Linked DNA regions of Ovis aries: region 2 is linked to region 1. A link is a contact called in public Hi-C data. All regions are on one chromosome and are shown on one strand. Each heading gives the region's core, a stretch centred on a gene start, on an enhancer-like site or on the middle of the called end of the contact. The rest is flanking DNA. Distances are from core to core; before and after follow the strand shown.

Region 1 (5,009 bases), core at 1,748-4,247:
ATGCCTGCTCCCCCACAGGACTTAAGACTCTGTGCTCCTTGACACAGAATCTGAGTCAGATTCATCTCTGCTGCCCTTACGGTGTGTAGAGTGGTGCTGAGCACATCGGGGTGAGTGCTCAGATGTCATCGGTTCCTTTTACACCTCCCATGCCCAGTGTGAGGCCAAACACACAGGGTGCTGGGCGAGATAAGCTAAACTGAAACCAAACGTGTCACTCACTCACATACACGCACACACAGCGGGGCCTAGCTGGGCACCTACCAGGGAGGTGTGGGAGGGCGGGTGGGAGGGCGGATACCACCACACTGTCTTGTAGATGTTGATGTAGTGGACGAAGAGGGCTATGAGCTGGCAGAAGAAGAGCTGCAATTCAAACAGAATGCTGGCCTGGACTGGCAGCTCAGGGATCTTGCAGTGCTGCAGGGGCACGACAGTCTGGGTGGCCAGTGGAGGGCTGGAGAGGCCCGTCCCCGAACTGCTCCTGGGGGTGAGAGGGCACAACATCAGAAGCTGACTGGAGAACCCTACCAAGAGGGGCTTCTGAGGCACAGGACCGTGGGGCAGGCTCAGAAAAGCAGCCGGCAGCAAGGATGGATGGAGTCCTCCAACTTCTTCTGCCTCTCAAAGAAGCTGACAGAGCCTTTCCCTATCCTTCCCTCATCTTTTTCAGGCTTTCCAACATTCCCCAGGAAGGAAAGGAAAGGTGAGGAGAAGGGGGCCCAGAGAGGGAAGACAACTTGTCCAAGCCACCAGTGAATTAGGAGCAGAACTGTGAGTGGAATCCAGGCCTTTGGGTTTATTATACTATGTCCCAAGGTGTCTGTCCCAGGGACCGCCCTCACCCAGGGACTTTTCTGCTGCTCCCTGCCCTTTAAGCCCCCATCTGGCATCTGGGGTATCACATCCTAGGGCTCAATCAGGGAGAGCTCTGTCCAAACTGCTCCTCTGAGCCCACAGGGAAGTACAAGAGATAGCAAGTAGTTTACCTGGTGCGGGAACGGACACTGGTGACCGATGCGCTGGAAGTGTGGCCCCCACCCGAGCCCCCAGAGGATCCTGGCTCACAGAGTGGATTTCGACAGTAGGATGTCCTGTTGGGACCTCTTCGTCCTCCTGCGGGGCTCAACATAAGGTAGATCCTCAAGCCAGAAGGCATATATCAAAGATAACAACCTGGTGTCTCATTTCGTCCCTCAATCCCAGAGACCCATGATCGGTTCCCCCGCCTACCGCTTCAAACACATCTCCTGCCATTCTCTGCCTCGACCCCATGCTTCAGCCAGCCTAGTCTTTCTCTCCTTGAGCAAACCAAGCTTACTGCTACCTTCTGCGCTTGCTGTACTCTCTAGAGTACAGCATTCCCTGCCATTCTGTAGGTATCTGCCTCCTTAACTATCTTATTTCCATTTTTCTTTTCACAGTTCATTCTTCATCTTATTCATTTGTTAACATATTTTCTGCCTATCTTTTCCACTGGAATGGAAGGTCAGTGAGGTCTGTCTCTTTCACTGCTGTATCCCCTCCCTCTACCACAGTGTCCAGCCTAAGAGTAAGTGCTCAATAACAACATGTTGATGAGGGAATGAGTTCTGCAAGGTAGATTCCCAGATTAGTAAATTCAGTTTACACGGAGTCAAAGGTGGTATGGGGGTCTGGGTCCTGTGCTCTTCGAGCTGGTATACGCAGCTCCTTTGGGATACTACTGCAAGTCCCTGTAGGCTTACGATTCCTCCAGGACCCAAGATCTGGCTTAACGGGCATCCTGAACTCTCACAGTCAGGATTCAGGGCCTGAGCAAGTGTCAAGGGAGAATGGCATGGTTGTGAACCTAACACAGACCTACAAACTCTTTCTCTCCGCTGAGCAATTTAACCCAAGCTCCCAGGTCCTGCAAAAAGCTCCTGCACAAAGCTCCTAGGCACCACCACAGTCCTAAAGTTATGTGTGTGCTTAGTCACTTAAGTCGTTTCTGAAAGTTAATGTGTGTGTTCAGTGAGACCCCATGGACTGTAGTCTGCCAGGCTTCTCTGCCCACAGGATTTCCCAGGTAAGACTACTGGAATGGGTTGCCATTTCATTCTCCAGGGATCAACCCTGTGACTCCAGCATTGGCAGGCAGATTCTTTACCGCTGAACCACCTGGGAAGCCCAAAGTTAAAGCCTTGTTCATATCTCCTCACGACCGCACAGCAGCCTCCACAGACACACACACCCCTTGCCCTAGCTTTTCTGCCTGGAAGCTTTACCCCAACGTTTCCAAAAAAGTTCTTGTCCAGGAACTTTGCCCGCAACTAGCCCCAGTAGCGCCAAAGTTCTGTTCATGTGCTACTGTACCTGGCTTAGAAAACCCCACACAGGCACCCTCACTCCAAATGCTCTACCCACACCCACTCTCCTCTCTTTAGAAGCTCTGCACCCACATATAGCCTCTCAGCCCAGAAGCCCCGCCTACACACAATTGTCAGCTCAGAAAACCCGCCCACAAGCCAATAGAAGCTCTCTGCCCAGAAGCCCGGCTCCAGAGGGGGCTCCCTTCATCTGGAAGGTCTCCTTTCCGCCCCACCTCCCCAGTATAAAGCCCCCACTGCCCAGAAAATTTGCCCCTCTACCAGGGCCTACAGGCTAGGAGCTCCACCCTTAGCATGAAGGCCACGCCCACCGGCAGCCCCGCCCCACTCTAGCCCGGGACAGTGGGTCCTCATCAAAGCCCCCAGGAACCTCCGCATTTTAGAAGCCCCGCCCACCCCTCCAATGTCCCGCCCCCACAACAGAAGCCCCACCCGCAAAACGACAGGAGGGGGCGGGGTCCCCCTGGGCCCAACATCCCCTCCCCCTCCCCTCGCCGGGATCCTGTCCGCGTGGGGGAGCAATTAGCAGCCCGGCCATCCTGACCCTGGGGTCCGCCCGTTCCCGGGCCAAGCCGGACCCGTGCCGCTCACCCATCTCCTCCCCCCGGCGCTCTCCGCTTCGCCGCCGCAGCTCCTGCGGGCAATATGTCGGAGGCGACGGCGGCCGGGAGAGGACTAACCGCCGCAGCCCAGTCCCCGGGTATCAGCTGCGCGCTCCCGCCCCGCCGCCAAATTTGCATACAAGGCGGGCTAGAAGCTGAGAGCGCGCTTCTTAAAGGGACCGCCCTGGACAAAGGCAGTGCCGCGCGCTCTTTGTCTCGCGGTCTCCCACGCCCTTCCTGCAAATGCTGCTGGAAAACCCGAGAGGGAGGAGAACCTATCTCCATCTCTTCCCTTGCCTGCCTTCTCCTAGCACCTTTTCAGGGCCGAGGGAAGGGGCCAGAACCTCATCTTGGTTCCTGCATCCATGAGTGATCCACTGGCTCCTCAAACTGATCGCGTCCCAAATTGGACTTTCATCTTTCTCTTTGGTCTTACTGCTCTTAGTCCATCCCAATGAAAACTTGGGAGTCATTTCCCCCTTTTCCTTCTACCGCCGTATCCAGTCTTCCACCTAGTCTTCCTGATGGTCAGTTCAGTTCAGTCGCCCAGTCGTGTCTGACTCTGCGACCCCATGGACTGCCGCTTGTCAGGCTTCCCTGTCCATCACCAACTCCCGGAACTTGCTCAAACTCACGTCCGTCGAGTTTGGACATCGAACCACCTCATCCTCTGTCGTCCCCTTCTCCTTCTGCCTTCAGTCTTTCCCAGCGTCAGGGTCTTTTCTAATGAGTTAGCCCTTCGCATCAGGTGGCCACAGTATTGAAGCTTCAGCTTCAGCATTATTTCTCACTTCTGAGAATATGTGAGGAAGAATATCCTTCTTTCACTACATTAGTTCAACTCCTGATTCTACCAGTTCCAAGACTTGGGAGTCCTGTTTCTTGCTCTTTACTGGTAACTTTCACCTTACAGGGCTTGGTGAGGATTAAATGGAATAATGCTTGTAGAACAGAGTCTGTTTTGATAAATGTTAGCCGTCATTACTGTTAAGATGTATGGCAAGCGCTTAACACAGAGGGAGCTCTCAATAAATGAGCTGTTACTAGTAGTTGTTATCATTTCTTCCCTCATAAGACCTCTAAGTTGTCTCCATCATCTGGTACCTCCATCAATTAGCAGTGTTTGGCACATAATAGACAACAATTTCAATTAATTAAATGATTTAGGTATTTAATTAATAGAAATTCACAAAGCCTACAGTTAAGTGGGAGGAGATGGGTGTAAAAAATATAGTAAAAAATATAGAAAGGAATGACTGCGGTGGAGGAAAACAGGAAAGGGGGATGGGAGGTTGCAATTTTAAACAAGGTAGTCAGTAGGTTTCACAGAGGTGACTTTTGAACAAACACTTGAAGGAGAGAGTGAGTCAGTCATGTAGATATCTGGAGGAAGGGGGCAGTCCAGGCAGGGCCCTCAGGTACAAGCACCAAGCACTCCTGATGTGTTTAAGAAACAGCAAGGAGGCCAATGTGGCTTGAAATGGAATAGACATGAGAGTCAGAGAGAAAGAATGGACCTGTGGCTTTTACTCTGAATGAGATGGGAGCTACTGGAGGGCTTGAACTTCCTTTTTTAAAGAATCACTCCAGCTGTCCTGTGAGAATAGACTGTAGGGCAGAAGGGTGGAATCAGGGAGACCAGGATGCTATGGCACTGATCGTAGCAAGAGATATTGATGGTTTGTACCAGACTGGGTAAAATGAGTCATGACTGGAGTCTGGATTTGAAGGTAAAGTCAACAGGGTTTATTGACAAATTTGGATAGGGGTGCAAAGAAACACAAATAGGTGTGTGAATGGAAGAAAGAGAAGATAAGGATTGCCCCATGGTTTTTAGCCTAGGGAAATGGAAATATGAAGTTTAACATATATACATCTATTAAATTATAGAGCTATATTAATAACAAAGAGGCCTTCCTTTCTGGGGAAAAAGAGGCTTAGGAAGGGAGAACAACCACATCACAAAGCAGGTCACAAAGTAGGGTAGAAACCAGGGCTGAGATTTCTTTTTCTAGCCAAAGAGATTCTGGTTAGAAGAGCTGGTTCTGACCTCTTT
Region 2 (4,311 bases), core at 1,632-4,131, 210 kb after region 1:
AGAAGAAAAAAGTAACAAAGATTACAGAGCACAAAATAACTTAATAAAAATGCACAATGTTTTGGTGGAGAAAAATCACAAAATTGAATAGAAAGTATGGAGAGAAATAAATCAAATTTATAGGTTAGAAGATTCAGTATTATACATATTCAGTTATACCTCCAATCTGTACATTAAATGAAATTTTAGTATAATTCCAAACAGAATTCTTCAGGGAACTTGAAAAAATGGTTCTACCATTCATATGAAAGAATAAAGGTATGTAGACAGCTAAGACAGTTATGAAAAATAGGAACCAAGTAGGGGATAGGACTTGCCCCCGAGGTATCAAGATGTTATCACAAGACCATAGTATTAAAATAATGGCATATTAGTTAGGAATAGACAACTTGATCACTAGAACAGAACAAAGAATCCAGAAATAAACCCAGGCGTTACTGGGAACAAGGTATACGTCAGAGACGTCATGAATCAGTAGAGGAATCAGCACACAATTCAGTAAAGGGCATTGGGCCAAAACCGGGCAAAACTTTACCTTGATCACTTTGTATGACAAGACATTTAGAATATCAGGAGACAGTGAGACCTGCTGGGTTTTTAAACCAATTTACTAAAAGTAAATTAAAAGAGGTAAACATAGGATTAATATAGGTTAAGGATATAGACCACATACCCAGCCCTCAGTTTCCCTCATTAACATATGTTTGCTTTTTAAATTCAACATCATGTCTTTGAGATATTGGATAGGCTAAAAAGTTCATTCGGGTTTTTCTGTAACAACGTATGGAAACCTTGGCTTGAAGTAGCACTATTTGTTATCAGTCACCATTGCCCTTTTATCCTCTATGCCATGTGATACCTCTGCTTCTCCTTTCCTTGTCCAACTGTGGGAGACTTTCATTATCTAAATGGGCCAGAAAAATAGTCTACTTGGTCTTAATGGCCCTGGTCCATGTCTCTGCCATCATGACCAGGATATTCCACAGGGTGAAGTCATCTTCAAAAATTTTTCTTTAGAGCAGTAATTGTGGTCATTGGTAACATCCAATCTCACCTCTTAACCTCATTTGTGACCTTGACGGCCATATAATTAGAGTTTTCAATATAGATCACACTACAGCTTCCTTTTTTTCCCCTTAGATTTTATTTTCTAGAAGAGTTTTAGATTTGGAGGGGAAAAAATGAAGATTGGTACAGAGAGTTTCCATATACCCAGCACTCTATTTCCTTCATTAACATTTTCTTGCTTTCTAAATTCAACATCATGTCTTTAACATCCAACATCTTTATTGGATTGGCTAAAAACTTTGTTCGGGTTTTTTCATAACATCGTATGGAAACCTGTATGAACTTTTTGGTCAAGCCAATATTTAAATGTATTAATTCTAACTGAATGTAGTAATCCCATTGACTGGAAGCTTCTTGTGGTCTCACATGGCACAAGTTTCATGCTGGGGAATTTCATCTACCTCTCAGTCAAATCTCTAGTTCTACAGTGAAAGTACTTACATAGTATAATGTTATAAATGGGGCTTCCCTGGTGGCTCAGTGGTAAAGAATCCACCTGCCAAAGCAGGAGACACGGGTTCTATCCCTGGGTGGGGAAGATCCCCTGGAGGAGGGAATGGTAACCCACTCCAGTGTTCTTGCCTGAAGAATCCCATGGACAGAGGAGCCTGGCAGGCTACAGTCAATGGTTTTGCAAAGAGTTGGACATGACTGAGCCACTAACACACGACAACTAGAGAAAGCCTGCGCAATCAAGACCCAGAGCAGCCAGGAATAAATTAATTATTTTAAAAAGTCAGCAACATTTCTTTTAAAAAAGATATATATATTTATTTGGCTGCACTGAGTCTTAGTTGTGGCATGCACGATCTTTAGTTGCAGCCTGTGAACTCTTAGTTATTGCATGTGGGATCTAGTTCCCTGACTAAGGATCAAACCCAGGCCCCCTGCATTGGGAGTGTGGAATCTTAGCCACTGGACCACCAGGGTAGTTCCAGATGGAATTTTTTTTTTTTTTTAAATTTCAAGAAAGACTCCAAAAGCAAAATTTGGATTTCTTAAGCACATGCAAGATAGTCATACAGCATTTACAGTGTACAAGGAATTATACAAGTCTAGAGATGACAAGTATTGGGGAGGATGTACATAGATTACATACAATGGCTATGCCATTTGGTATAAGGGACTTGAGCATTCCAGAATTCTGGTGTGCCTGAGAACTGGAGAACTGAATTCTCCAAGCAAAGGGACGACTGTAATAGCAACTAGTCGAAAACCAAAAAATATATGTAAATATAAAAGACAAAAACTGGGAGGAGCAAACAGGAAGGATCGGTAATGAAATCACACAGCAGTTAGTCAATCAACACTGTTAGCCTGGCGAGCTGCAGTCCATGGGGTGGCAAAGAGAGGAACACAACTGAGCGACTGAACAACAAAGACATTAATAAACCAAGGAATAGAAGTATGAGTATATTATTCATAATCACATGAATAAAAAAAGAAAGAAAGTTGTTCTCAAGAGCTGGGCAAGTGAGAGGACACTTTTAGGTTTTAATTTCTAACCTTTCTGTTGGGGTTGGGTGTTGCGTGTTCATCTACATAAATTATATTTGAGACAACAATAATTAAAATAAATAATTGAGAAAAAAATGTAGATCTGATTCTGATACTCCTCTAGAGGTTCAGGTGCTTTCAGTAACGCCCCATTGCCGTAGGATCAAGATGAAACTCTCACGCAGGCATTCAAGGCCCTTTCTCGCCAGGCACTTCCTCCCGGAAGCCCTTGGGTGGGAGAGGGCGCCCTCTGCCGGAGCAGCGACGCCAGCACGCCCGAGGTCCCGCCCTTGGCGTATCAACAGACTCCGCCCCCATCCCTCGGGGGCTCTCCGCATCATGTGATCTCAGCCCCTTTTCCCCTGGGTGTCGAACCCCGAGAAGGGGAGCCCAGAGACCCCAGACCCCAGGTGAGAGCGAGTGGGTTGGTGGGTTCTGGGTTCCCTGAGCGGTGGGAGACTGCCTGGTCAGGCTGGGAACGTAATTGGGAATGTCTCTCAGGCGCAGCCTGATGTGAGGGTGATGGACAATTAACCTGAGTGATTTAGAGCTGGTCTTTTTTTCCGGGGCCGAATCCCGTGTCTTCCACTTTTTATCTGCGCGTGGCCTTGGGCGAGCCACTGGATATCAGTTTCCTCGCCTGTGGCTGGCAGCATGAAATGAAATAATGCACAGAAGTACATCATTCATAAATGATAACTTGTTTTTAAAGCTCATACAAGCAAATATGTGAACTCTCGGAAGAGGGGAAGACCTCATAAAAGGTGGCTGTAGCTCAACCCTGTTTGGAGACAGGCCTCCCCTCCCTCATCTGGGGCACTGTGTCCCGCTGGGGTGCTTATGTCAGTGGTTCCTGGGTGCCCTGGAGGTGCCACCTATAAGGGAGGCTGCCTCCGAGGTTCCCATTGACTTGGTGTCCTGAGTGGGCGGGCAGGTCAGACCCCCCTCTTATCTCCTCACAGGGCCTACCTTCGGCACTGGGCCCGTGGAGGCAAACAGACATGTCTCAGGAGGCGGCTCCAGTGGGCCCCAGCACGGAGGACCCCGTTCTCAGTCCCCTCAACAGCCTTGGACTTTTCCAGGAGGACATGGAAGAAACCAGCTCCATGTCAGGCCTGGCACCAGACCTGTCAGGAGAGAGCTCGAGGGACCCCGTTTGTGCTGGCAGTGGGAAGAGGGTCCTCAGGGAAGAGTCTGGTCAAGGTGCCAGCTCCCAGGCAGTGGGTGCTCCTGGGGGTAGCCCAGAGGCCACGGCCCATCCTGTGGTCCTGGGGCTGCAAGCTGTGGGACAGAGCTGGAATTTGGTGCCCAGCCCCAGGCTCTGCTGTCACCTACCCACAGAGCCTACCCAGGGGAGGGCTCAGGCCTTCAAGAGGGTCCAGATTATTCTGCATGACATCTTAGCAGGAAGTTGTCCCAGGAATCTTTGTAGTGGGTGTGTGGGGGCAAGAAAGAAAAGCAGGAAGTCTGAGACCCCCTCAGAGGGTCAGGAAGGTAGCTTCTTACAGCTTGGTCAGAGCCCTAGTGGGAACAAGCCCCAGGCTGTGGAAGGCCCCCTGCGAGGTGCTGACGTGGCGTCCTTGGGAGGCCCGTGCAGTCCTCTCTCTTGCAAGGACACTGGGTCTGGGCCTGGACACCCAGGTGGAGGTTGGGTGGACTGTGACTCAGGGATTGAGAAGTTTGAATATTTGCCCACTGTAAGGGGTGGGACCCTGCCAGGCAGCCCCTGGGACCCTGTGAACTCCC

The links. Hi-C and Micro-C count contacts between places; a contact is called where the count stands out from the background.
Region 2: a contact with region 1 is called in a Hi-C map of hypothalamus, with 6 times the contacts expected there. The contact joins the promoter of SPOCD1 here to the promoter of TMEM39B in region 1. A contact is called at or near these places in 6 of 16 Hi-C or Micro-C datasets (hypothalamus, liver, muscle and 3 more).

The regions. Positions count from the first base shown.
Region 1 is chr2:235,425,428-235,430,436 of ARS-UI_Ramb_v3.0, forward strand. TMEM39B (transmembrane protein 39B) reads right to left here and starts at 2,998. Exons shown (of 8, transcript XM_027965359.3): 1 at 990-2,998; 2 at 265-484. The coding sequence starts at 1,159.
Region 2 is chr2:235,638,758-235,643,068 of ARS-UI_Ramb_v3.0, forward strand. SPOCD1 (SPOC domain containing 1) reads left to right here and starts at 2,882. Exons shown (of 16, transcript XM_042245003.2): 1 at 2,882-2,975; 2 at 3,528-4,311. The coding sequence starts at 3,567.